Linked DNA regions of Zea mays: region 1 is linked to region 2. A link is a contact called in public Hi-C data. All regions are on one chromosome and are shown on one strand. Each heading gives the region's core, a stretch centred on a gene start, on an enhancer-like site or on the middle of the called end of the contact. The rest is flanking DNA. Distances are from core to core; before and after follow the strand shown.

Region 1 (6,196 bases), core at 3,549-6,048, 410 kb after region 2:
TGTAGACTGCCGCCGCCTCCCCTCTACAATATGTTTATATCATTTTATTTGCAATATTAATTGTCCATTGTTATGTTATCACTAATGCATGTAAAATTGTTTAGCTGGTTATAGTAGAAACATTTGAATCGTGTATCAAATAATACATAGTAACAATAATTATAGGTTTTGTCTCCCGTGGATGGAACCTAAAGAGGAAAATGTTGCACTTACAGTCATACAAAGAGATAATACATTATCTATAGATGAATCTCTACTAATGTCCTTGTCTCATAACAAGCCAAAAAAATCGGTGACTACTACAATAGTTCCGAAAGGTATGATAACTTCCATACTACCTTATGGATCAATTTGTATTGTTTTTATTGTAAGTGATTTATGTTTGATCTCATGACTGTTTTGTTCGTAGATTATATTTGCAAGCAGGGTGATCTTGCACTCATCGATTGGATTAAAGAAATCCCTTGTGAACCAAGGGTAGAAGTCGTGCTTATTGATGATGCCTTTGTGGAAAGGAAGTGGATGGAATGTCTATTTCAACCGGACGCATATCTAGGTGATGAGGTAATTCATGATAACTCAACTAGCTAGGAGCACCACACTTCCAAGATACTCACCCTGGTATTTTAAACCATAACTTACATACTTGCAGGTGACAGACTGTTACATAAATTTAATAAAAGCTCAAGAGCATCTAAAATGCCGATCTGGAGGTCGTGTACACATAGAAAATGCTTTTCAGTTCAACTTTCTAAAGCGAGATGGTGATGTTGAAACTAAAACAGATGAGTTATATCCAAGTAAAGACATGGCACAAATATCTAGCGCTGAAAGAAGGGTTTTACTTTATCTAGACCATGACAGGGTAAATATGAGATTGCAATCTACACGGTTGGTGTTTACATGTATTATTGTGCAATATTTATAATTGACTTGTAGGTGTTTATTCCAATAAATATCCGAGAAATGGATTGGTATCTTGCCGTGATCAATGCAAGAAATATGGAGATACAAGTGCTCGACTCACTTGGTACATCATCCGGTCGCAATGACCTCATTGACACTGTGAGTTTATACAAACTCAACAATTACTAATCCCTTATTAACTTAAAATCTCAACTTCTAATTCTATGTTTTTATAATAATATAAAGATAAAAGGACTCCAAAGACAAATTGATATGGTATCTCAGCGTAAGGAGTTAAAAGATCATAGGTGGCCAGACCTCCGAGTTGCTTCTTGGCCACTTAGAGAAATAGAAATGGAATATGCAAAGCAAACAGATAGGTACACCATACATTCTTTTGTGTTGCTATTAATATTCATTGCTATTAATCTTGACATTTTATCATCTGGTTGATGTAGCTCCTCGTGTGGCCTCTTTCTACTAAACTATATCGAATACTGGACAGGGGATGAACTATCTGATAATTTTACCCAGGTATTTTATTACTACTATGACATTATGCGTGCATCATGGACGCCATGAATTGTGGTAGAGCTTTCTTTCAGGCTGCAGACTTGTTTGCATCCCTACTGTTCCAGGTCGTTCCAGGTCGTGCTCGCCTTTATTGTTTGTCGTACGACCGATGATTTTTTATGATTGGTTCAGTCGTTTTGCTTTGCATACACTGTGAACATAACTGCAATCTGCATATTTGTCACATGCACAGATTTTCTTGTTGGCAGTTTGCACTTTCTGATGGGTCTCTATTTTAACAATAAATTACATGTGGCTATAACATGAATATCTGTTTGTTGTCTTCTGTTATTATGCCAAATCAATTGATACATATAATTTCTAAATAAATTGTTTCTTATTTGCAGGATGACATGTCACACTTTAGGAAAAATTGGCTGCTATATTACTATCTTCAGATATAAACAAGAGAAAGGGGTGTCCGTTATACAAGTATGACAAAGAAGTTGATGCTGGATGTTCCTCTGATGTTCAGATATTAGATAGTCCCACAAATCCTAAGAAGAGGAAACTACTTTGTGTATCTGAAGAAAGCGAAGTATTGATGGAAGATGATGATGGCCCCATCACTCAAGCAGACTTAGAAAGGTGGTTTGTTCATGATTGGGATAAAAGAACTCCTATAAAAATCCCGACCGATGAGTGCACTAATGAATTTTTACTGAGTGGCCTTTCCACAAAGGACATGCCAGTGACCAAAGCCGATTTAATAGATGTTCTATGTGATTACATCATGACAATCCAAGATGATACGACATTAGAGTAAGTGCTCATTATTTTATCTATTTTATATGTACTAACTACGTAGAGTTTTGATATATACTTTTGTCATGTTGCATTACAGGATGACATGGGTGCGAAGTTTCAACCCTTTTAAGATAGAAATATCTGTCAAAGACCTGCAAAACGTATTAAGGGTAAATCTAGATATGACTCTAAAATGTTTTGACATGGCTGTTCGATTGTTGGCCATTAAAGAGTCACATATGTCGAAAGATGAAATGATAAAGGATAAAAAACATTATATGGACATGCGCTTCTGGGTAAGTTTGTTTCCAATCAATAATGTAGTAATATATTGTATCTATACATATAATCCTCATGTGGACATATATTTATATTTATCTAGAGAATGGTTGGTTTTGCTAAACTTCCAAAGTACCATCAGGATCCTACAGCAGAAGAGTTAGCTAAAACACTCGACTGTTGGCCTTCATTGAACTATTATATCACTAGTTGTAAATATGTAAGTATGTGTTCATTTCGAATGTATTGATAAAAGGCACTTCGTTGCAATCCTAATGATTGATATTTTGTAGGTTCTTATGCCATGGAAATTCAACGGATGCTACGCACTTTTCATAATCGATCATGGTAAAAAGCACGTAACTTTTATAGACTTTACACCCACTCAAGATTGGTGTAAACACATGCCATACAAGAGGTTTGCGGAAGCAATTATCATGGCCTCTAAGAAATATAAGATTGCCTACAATAAGAAACATTCTGGATGGGCAGATGATATTTTTAAGTGGGAACATACAATTCGGTCTGGTCTTCCAATGGACTTAAAAGGGTATTTTCTCAATACCATGTTCTCAACAGTTTAAATTTTTTCTATGATAACCATTGTATATAATATAGTTGGTCAAACATTATTCTGTAGGGTTAATACAAGCTACTTCGTTCTACAAGCTATGGTCATGTGGGGGAGTGGTAGACGAATGGAATTTAATAGGGTGAGTGAAGTACGTTTGGTTCATGTTCAAACATACATTTCAGTTACATAATATACATTTGACGTTTTGTTCTCTTATGTCTTTGTGTGTAGGATGCAAAGATTCTTCGAAGAAACTTTGTAATTTATCTATTAAGTTACGAGGAGAATTCATGCCGTTATGCTATCCCTCCAAACATACAACAACGACTTATCAGTATCGCTAAAAAAGATTAGATTAATGTACGGTTGTCGATATATTTGACTATTATTAGAAATTGTAAGACAAGTTGATTCGTGCAATACCGATGGTGCATCAACAATAGGCGTGTAGAACTACATATTTTCCATGTCTTCTTTTTCTCGTGTATTATTTTCCAAGTCCGAAGAACATCTGCCATGATATACGCTTTCTTGTGCAGGCCACTTTTTTGTGTGCTTGCAATTGCAACTCCATTGCCTTTTCGTCCTGTGGAGAGGTTAGTCCACCTAATGTTTTCAGGTCCCAGTGAATGCACAGGCTGTGGGTTTGTTTTCTTTCCTAAACATTATAACACATTTGTAACATTTTCCTATAATATTATAACACATTTGTACATGAGTTATCATAATATTTTATCTTCCCGTTGCAACGCACGGGCATCCACCTAGTATATATATATGGCAATAGCAAAGACTACCAAAAGTTCAGGGGTAACAAGGTGTAAAGATAACCAAACTAGGGTGACCTATTGGGTCCCATCAAAATTAAGCCTATGCATGCCAAAATGATTACAGAGAACATTATTGGGTAAATAGATGTGATCAAGGGCACAACATGCCTGGGACTCGAGATTCCAGGTACCAACTTGCTCTTCAAGTGACTCGTGACCTCGCGCTAGTCATAGCAATACAAACAAACATGGTATAGGCAAAATTAATATTACACCAAACATAATCAAAAGTTACACAAGAGTATTCTTCGTGATGCTATGGGAGTGTGGGTTTGGGAACCACTAAAATCGGAGTTATGGTTAATAAGATATGGTTTTCTGAAGTTTTAGGTGATTAAATAGCGAATCATGTTTTATGTTGATTATCATAAACTATGAGAGAAAAGTTTACAAGAACATAGCCAATTGAACTTTAATCTCAGTTATAGCTTCATTTGAGACCATATTTTAGCTAATTTATAATTATGGACAAGTTGACTTGACTAGATTGACTAATCAACTAACATAAGCTAAATAAATAGCCAATTACAAAAGTATGAGGAAGGTTAAGAATAATGTTTTAATGTGTAAATAATTTTATTACGAAGTTTACGCAATTTGAACGGATCCAATCAGAGTTAAAATGAATTAATTATGAGTTAAACAAGATTCTAGAATTATTAAAATTCATTTTAGAATTAATTTTATTATTAAACATAAATTCCTGGACCACGATCGAAATCCCTTAGAATTCCAGGGTGCTATCTAAAAAGAAATGGTCTAATCTGTAATTATTTTTGCATTCAGTAGGATGGTGGGTTAATTTGTCAAATGTGTAGGGGCTCTTTAGCAATACTACCCCGGCTGTCTACACACGCGCGATCCCAAGCCCTTAGATCATCATCGGACGACCCAAAACACATCCGAACCGGTATGCGCCGCTGGCCACATGATTCTGGATCAATGGAGAGGATTGAATCGGCGAAAGGTTAAGTTGGTTTTAATATCGATCGTTGGCTGAGGGCTCAACGGCATCCGCGCCCAACCCATTAAAACGTGACAACCAGAGGCGGCGCCGCCTGCTCACACGGCGGGGAACCCGCCGGCAACCGCACCATGGCCCCCCAGGTGATAATTTCTTCCCCCAGAAACGCGCTACATAATGTGGAGGTCGGGGCGAACTTGAGAATGGTGGATTTACCGTCGGAGGTGTTGGGATTTGGGGTGCCCACGGTGTGACGCGGCTTCGCGGCGGTGCCCTGACTTAGGAGAGAAATTCATCGCGGTCCGAGGCTTCTCTATGATCCGTGTTTGTCGTGTGCAGTTTCCAAGCGACGCGAGCGACCCTCCTTAACAACCACCAAGAGGTTGGTGCCTGCGCAGGCCCGAATCGACCATGGCCGTGATTCCGGACACCCCCCGACTCCTACTTGCTCGATCCTGGCAGCTCAAGCGGAGGTGTTGGTGCCCAAGGTGCGGATGGACGAGGGAGGGCACGACTTTATACCCTGGCTTGAGTCCGAGAAGGTGGGCACGCTCCCGAGATCACGGTCGATTCAGTTGTAACAGCTCGATCCGAGCCTCACAAACCCGAGGGCTCGAAGAACTGACTGTCGAGGGGGACCACATGGCGGTGAGGAGTGCAGACCGCAGCGCAGCTGGAGTTCCGGTCCCACACGCCAGCGCCTGCGTTCTCCTCCCATGGGCCGCACGGCAGCCAGGGAGAATCAGACTTACTGGGCCGGGAGAAGAAGGCGGCCTACATACAGGTTATTCTCTTTTTTCATTTTTCATATTTACTTTCAAATTCAAGTTTCAAATTTAAACCAATATTAACTTCAAATATACATCAGCAAAAACTTCAACATGTGTGCAATTATATAACTTTATTTATTTATTATTTTTATGAATGATTTTATGGAGCATAATATTAAAGAATAATTAATTCTCCTATTTTCAACTTTTCAAATTGAAAGTTAAAGTTTGATTTTGAATATCCCATTTCAATTGCAGAATACAAAATTCCAGCATTATGAAATATATACTTATTATTATTGTACTTTTATATTAACTATAGTATTGCAAATGTGTTGTACACACACAAAGAACTTTAATTTTCAAGAGATACATGGTTTGTCCAATTAAAATCTTATTCAAAGCTTAATGTGTTATGATTATTTATTTTGTATGATTCTTATGGAGAGATAATTTACTTTGAATCTTATGGAAAATACTTTTGAACATATGATTCAATGAAACTATTAATTTATATGAGGACCCTTTATTTAAATATCTTTTTAAAACCATA
Region 2 (7,055 bases), core at 2,404-4,903:
TTTACATGTATGCTATTGGATGGACGCGGCGATTGAGAATCAGTCCTTGATGGTGCAGCACCTGATAATCCATTGGTAGATGACTGAAAACCAAGTTCCTTCTCAATCGTTTGGAGAGGAGGTAGAGGAAACACTCCTTTCCATGTTCCAAAAAGATGCCTCATGCTATGATGTATAGAAGGATCAACTTGTTTATATGCCTTGCAGAACACCTAGCAAAAATGAAAAATACAACCAAAGAAAACTTAGTTATTGTGATGTCCAAGTCATCCTCTCAATAAATAAATATGGTTTCCAGGGGTAGGAACCATCTCTGTTCCCATGTCAAGAAGATGGTGCAAAATGAAATACTAACCTCTGGTAATCTTGCTGAGAAATGTTTGACATAATCTTTTCCAATATTTTTTACAATACTGTCAAGCAGATACAGCGATGGTAGTTTCTGTTCACTTGGAACCTACAGGGACAAGCAACCATCAAATAAAACAGATACACCCCCTCCTCCATACATAGTGCATAACAATTGTGTAACACTATAGTGGATTATAGTAATACAGGGTGACAAGAAAAACCACATGTTGATATACCTCGACAATGTGGATTCAAGACAAGAACACTGGCAGATATGATTTGAAAACAGAACATATACAACGGTGCGAGTCTTACAATTCACACAACTACATATCTGAGAAGGTTCAATTGTGTTTATTCGTCATTCCTTTCATCCAGTGACTAGGACTCAACCTTACTTCTAAAGAATCCAGTAATGTTTCATTTTAGAACACAACCAACGAAACAAAACGAGCATAGATAACATGCCGTCTCAAACCATGTAAAGCAGCAAGGTTACACAAAGTAATACACAAACCAAGTCAACTAATGCTCAGCGGTTATCCAGGAGTGTAAGGAGAAGCACAGTGCAGGCCACACTTGTGGCATATATTATACTTCGCAATTCCATGTCCTTTTACCAGTGCATGGACATATTTTTCATATGTACAAGACGGTGTATCATAAACTTCAGTTTGTAGTAGAACTTTCTGAAATCTGGAACATATTGCAATTCAACAGATTAGGGTACACAAAGTGATAACTTCTTCACTGGTCAGCATGAGAATAGTATAATAGTTACTGCAACGTGAGGATATAATCTGTACACAAGTTTATGGAGAGTGTGGGATTGAAACGCTTTTGAAGCCTGGTTCAATGTTCAACCATGCTGCTGACAACTTATGATGTTTTCATACCAGTGGTAACTGCTGTAGCCCTCTAATTAGCAGAGGGTGGTCCAAAAGTCAAAACACAATGTTCATATTTGTTTTGCCATGTCACAGGAGTCTCAAACTTATATAAACCAATTAATGTGGAGAGTCCCTGACCGAAGGTCCATATTAACAGAGGCCTGTCCAGTTTACAGTTTCAAGGTAACGAAAGAAATCAAATCTGAAGCATAGGTGAGCTTCGGACCAATGATGAAGCTGAACCTTCGGATGAATAAAAGAAGCCAAAGCTCTAACGTCTTCGAAACGTCCAAGCCCTAACATCTTTGAAGCGCCAAAGCCCTAACATCTTCAAAGCACCGAAGCCCTAATGTCTTCGAAGTCAAAGGCGCTGACCAATGAAGCCAAAGCCTTACAGTACAGGGAAAAGAAAAGTTGTACACGGCACGTCAAAGACATAAAATGACGAAATTGTACTCCTGTTGCTGAGTATGACAATTATGTAATAGGGAGGGCAAAATTGTAATTTCATATGAAGGTATATAGCAGCTTGATCCTATAAATAGATTAACAGTGTTACTGCTACAGAGATCGGCATTTTACATCCCTGCTCCTGTATCTATCCCCTGTCAAGAGAACTTCCAAAGATATATGATAACACGGTCTTTACATCTGTCAAGAGAACTTCCAAAGATACATGATAACACGGTCTTTACATACTTAGCTTCAGTTGCACATCTAGTTCCCTACTTTATGACTTGTTCATTGATAATGTGCTTCTTGTAAGTTCAATCATTTAAGGGAACGTGAATCTTACCTTCGTCATGCCATTGCAACTTCCATTTTTAAACTTCGTAATTTTTCATGAGTTTCGGCGTATGAATATATTTATCAGGTCCCTTCTCCACTTCATCCCCTTCGAAAATGAGAGGGAGCAATTGTGATCCCTTCTACCACATTGCAATTCGATTTTACCCCTTGTTTTTCAACTTTGTGATTTTACCACACTGTTTTGAAAACGAAGCTGATGAAAATCAAAATTAGTGATTAAAAATAAAAAACCAGGAGTAAAATCACAATTGCAAGGTGAGAGAAGGGTATAATCATAATTAACCCTGAAAAAATGTTGAATTTTTCAGGGTTGATTGTGATTATACCCTTCTCTCCCCTTGCAATTGTAATTTTACCCCTTATTTTTTATTTTTTAATCACTAATTCCGATTTTCGCTAATGGTGTTAAAGGAGAGGGCGCAGCTTCATTTTCAAAGCATAGGGATAAAATCACAAAGTTAAAAAAGGAGAGGTAAAATCACAATTGCAAGATCAGAAGTGTATAATCACAATTGCCCCATAATTTAATTATGTTGCCATGTTGTAGTTCTTCATAGAATTTCGACTGGTACCCAACATCAATAAACACTTCAGAAACAAAGTTCAAACAAAGTTGAACGAGGAACTTTGCGTTTGAAATCATATAAATCACGTATATTAGTATCACAAAACAAGCTCAGCGGACACAAGAGAGCAAGAGGGAGAGAAAAGAGATGGGAAAGAGATTTCTCAGCAAAGATAGGTAAATCAGCATTTCCTTTTGCATCTACTGTACACACAACTCGTTTGCGACATCACAGCGACTGATCTTGATAGCTAGCGTGGACACTAGTGTGCACAATGCACAGAGGCTTGGAAATCATACCACACCACCAAGCACACGTGCTGTATCTAGCATAAGGGACCGCCAGTGGATGCTTGGCGCCTTAGAGTTACTTTTACATGGTGAATTGAGGAAGAAGGGGAGACGGCAGTTTGACGAGCGTAAGAGGAGTCAAAGACAAAGGTCACCTCGAGGATGTTGGCGCAGATTACGGCGGCGATGGGCTTAGCGGCCTGGAGGTTCTCGCCAGCGATGATGGTGAGGTTGGTGATGATGGGCTTGGAATTGAAGGTGAGCTCCCCAAGCGCGGTCCGGTACTGGCCGAGCAGCTCGTCAACCAGCGCTTGCTCGGCGGCGCTTGCGCCGCCATTGGAGGCGGCGGCGGCAGCGGCGTAAGATCTGGGGTCCCGTGCCGGCGGCTGCGCGAGGCGCGGCTTCTTCGCGCCGGGGTCGGGGCTAGCGGCGGATCTGCGGGCGGAGGCGGAGGCCTCCATGGGGACAGCGGAGGCGGAGGCGCGCATGACCGGCGGGTGGGCGGGCGGGAAGCTAGGGTTTGGGGCGCATTGGAAAGGGAGAGAGCGGGAGAAGCTAGGGTTTGCAAGGCGGGTCGCGTAATCGAATCATGGGGATCGGGCGTCAGCGAGGGAAAGTGAGGAGGAAGGGCACAAGCGGCGACTTGCTGCTACCGGATGCAGAAGGCAGCAAGGTTTGATTTGATTTGGCGTCAGCGTTTCGGGTCTGGAGACCGGAGGTAGCCAGGTAGGAAGACGGGAGAAGGGAGCCGCGAAAGAAGAGGACGCAGAGCATGGCACACTTCTGTTTTCCTTTCTCTATTACTACTAGATGAGTGCCCGTGCGTTGCAACGAAACTATATAATAACACGATAACTTATGTATATATGTGTGTTATATTGTTATAGGTGAGTGCCCGTGCATTGCAACAGAATCAATATGAATACATTGATATACAATGTCTCACAATCTAGCATAAGTTGGAATAATTGTATAAAGCAGTTGTGGCCATTAAACAAAGATGGGATGGATAATAATACATGTTGTAGAGACATCCCTTTCATGAGTTCTAGGCTATCAGGCTTGTCATTGCGCTTCCTCGGTCCATGCGTTAGTCCTGCAAAAGTAGAAGTCCACTTATTCATAGCTCATGAGAGATGAACTAAATGGAACCGCTGGTAAGGAATACAAGATATCTGGGGATCACCTTTCATCGAATGCTTAAACCAGATCTTCAACACAGTTTTAAATTCGGGTCGATTATGATCTGGTTATGCTACTTATATTATACGAATTATGCATCTGCTAGCTGCTCACTGAGCAATGTCACACGCCTAAGAACCCCCACCATAACAGCATGCCTAGAAAGCAACACCTACCCCCACCATAACAGCATGCCTAGAAAGCAACACCTCTGATTAGAATTTGTACTCTAAACAAGAACTTCTGGGTAGAATTAGAATCGTACAGAGTATAACATTGTTGTTATGTAGATGTCCGAGCTTCCTCAGTTTGCAATAACAATGTAATCCCTCATCAAGGGCTAATACTCATTAGGTATTTCAGCCCTTGCCTGCACATGCAGTTCTCTGACAGAGGATCTGAGAGGAGGGCCACTGGGGTCAGGGACATGCCACAGTGCCACACCTACACAGTTGCCCCTTAATTCTAAAATGGTGAGCACCTTAGAAGTTAGAAGAGTAGATTAACAAACTCAGTATGCATGGATTATGCGCCAATGAACAAGATCCATTTACCCACATGCAATTCTCAACGCAAATGTCATTTCAGTGACGTTATTTAATTAAAAATTTACAGCATAATACAATGATGTCAAGAATTTCTAAGAATCTACAATTGATTAGGATGGTAAATGTTGGCCCAGCTCCTGGTAATGCAGTGTAAATTTTGTCATCACAGCATTGTCAAAACAAGGAGAAATGGATCAAGGGTTCAACATAACTCCAACAAATGCCTACATATTTTTAACAAATAATCAAACATAAGTTTGCATTGAACACTGAATGAAGCAAAAGAGCATTGCTGAAATACCAAAGATAGTCAACCTTCTCCACATGTACTATGATCTCTATATATCACCTCAAATCCCTACACCAGTTATGCAAAAAAACAATTGATCAACCACCAAGGAACATGTAGAACAACTTCCACAGGCAGGGGAAGAACAAACCTTTGTGTAGCCTTTGCACCTTGGACAGGTCCATAAGAAAAGTGATGTTAAGTCAGATGTGTACACCTGAAACACATTTATGTAACCCAAGTCTATAAAAGGACAAAAACCAAAGAACATATCTATTAGTGACTGGCAATGCTGCACATGAAAGGGAGGGAATGGAAAGGTCTTAGCTAGTAGGTTACTTTTAAATGGTAGAATGATGATACAGACAATCCAAATGTAGAGGGCAGCAGGGTGTAGCAAAAAATCAGATCAACGGAACATTTTAGGCTAGTATATCAGATCAGCGGAACATTTTAGGCTAGTATATCAAAATGTACTTGGCCTTCGGTGGTAGATGTGAAACATAGAACATATGTATGAAACCCACATTATATATATTCTCCTATTTTAATGTCGGTTCTCATTCCACACTTTTTAACTGTGAACATTAGTTCTTTCTTACTACTACAACGCACGGACATATCATGGTTTGTAAAGCTTGTACCATCATGGTTGTGGCAGCAACAATAAAAGTGTTATTGATAGACTCCGCCATGATGCATTTGAAACCATAGTTTGCAATAGACTCAATAGAGTTAATAAACTTCAATGAAAAAATATATCTATAAATTAAGGAGGCATTCTGGCTTCATTTGTTAGAGCAGGGACGGACACACCTTCAAGGCAACAGTGGGGAAAGGAAATCCGGCATATTCCATAATAGTTATCTGATGGCCACAGTTGGTGAGCTTGTCATTCATGCTGATCTCATCAACATTGTATTCTTGATCATGGCGCTTCAATAGATTCAAAAGTTGAGCCTCCCTACAAGATGCAAATTCACACAAAACATCACAGAAGTACCTCAAGCAGTCCAAAATCCAAATATTTGAACAAGAAAAAGTAGAAAAAGGATACTCTTGATGCATTGCTACATCTGCATGTTGCTGAGCTTAGCGAGCTTGTCAAGGAGTATGTCCTTGCTGAACTCGATGTTCATAGCCGCCCGAGTAGCACGGAGAATAGTGATCATCGCGCAGATCTTCGGGGCCTTGGAGGAAGAGGGACCAATGAAGCCTAGACAAAAGAGTCACAATATGATATCCTCGCTTACGTGCTGCCCGATGGCCATCTTGACGCGCTACGTAGTTGTTGTCTCGAGTTTTGCTGCCCCCAAATGGATATCTAATCAAAATAATTTAAGGTTAGTAAAATCATTGATAGAAGGTATAAACATACATACTGTGAATTTTATTCCATCGTGAGGATCATTTAGTTAGGCAAGTGCAGAATCTCCCAAAAAAGGGTGTGCCTTATTTATGCTGATTCTATGATGTGCCTGATTGGCAGAACTCCCAGAGCAGCTTCTAGGCTGAATTCAATAGGCGCAGGTGTGGTAATTCTATATTTGAAAAATCATATATTTCTCCCCAGGCGCTGCTTTCTCCCCACTAACGGTGCCCTTCCCCAACGGCTGCGAACACCCTTCCCCAATGTCTCCTTCTACGCGCGTCTTCCTCCCCACGCGCTGCTCTGGCCGAGATGCCGCCTTCTACGACGCGAACGCCAACAGAGTCAGAGCCCGAGCCCATCCCGCCTTCAACGCCGGATCTCGCCCCAAATCCTCGCCCGCCTTCAACGCCGGCAGCCGCTCCCCAAATTCCTCCCCACCAACGACACCCTTCCCCAAACCCCTCCCCGCCTTCAACGCAGACAGCTCACCCAAATCCTCGCCCACTTCCCATCGATGGAGAAAGGGGTGTTACTTAAGGACCATGCCACCCCCAAGACAGATAGGCGTTGCCAACAATCCCATCCAGGTACATCTCTGCAATCCAGTAAGTTGCGACGCCAATCCCCATCCAGGTACATCTCTGCAACTTCTCAATCCTCAATGTCTATATGGTTCTGCTCCTCATGTTTATGCCTCTCATATATCTCTTAATATGCACTTTGCCACCACATAGGCCCACTAAAACAAAATTGGAGA

The links. A called contact is a pair of places that touch in the nucleus more often than the background predicts.
Region 1: a Hi-C map of tassel shows a contact between it and region 2, with 2.8 times the contacts expected there. The contact joins the enhancer-like site here to the promoter of LOC103632446 in region 2. A contact is called at or near these places in 2 of 25 Hi-C or Micro-C datasets (ear and tassel).

What each region holds. Positions count from the first base shown.
Region 1 is chr7:72,656,268-72,662,463 of Zm-B73-REFERENCE-NAM-5.0, forward strand. No RefSeq gene overlaps it. Among protein-coding and RNA genes, the nearest start is that of LOC103632451, 10 kb to the left of the region's middle. Within about 2 kb of position 4,799, at least 18 of the 20 cell types and tissues checked have an H3K27ac peak or open chromatin away from gene starts, as enhancers often do. A contact at or near this core is called in ear and tassel, where this site is marked.
Region 2 is chr7:72,245,699-72,252,753 of Zm-B73-REFERENCE-NAM-5.0, forward strand. It overlaps LOC103632446 (ENTH/VHS family protein), which reads right to left and starts at 3,654. Exons shown (of 6, transcript XM_008654255.2): 1 at 3,063-3,654; 2 at 356-457; 3 at 1-212. The coding sequence starts at 3,395.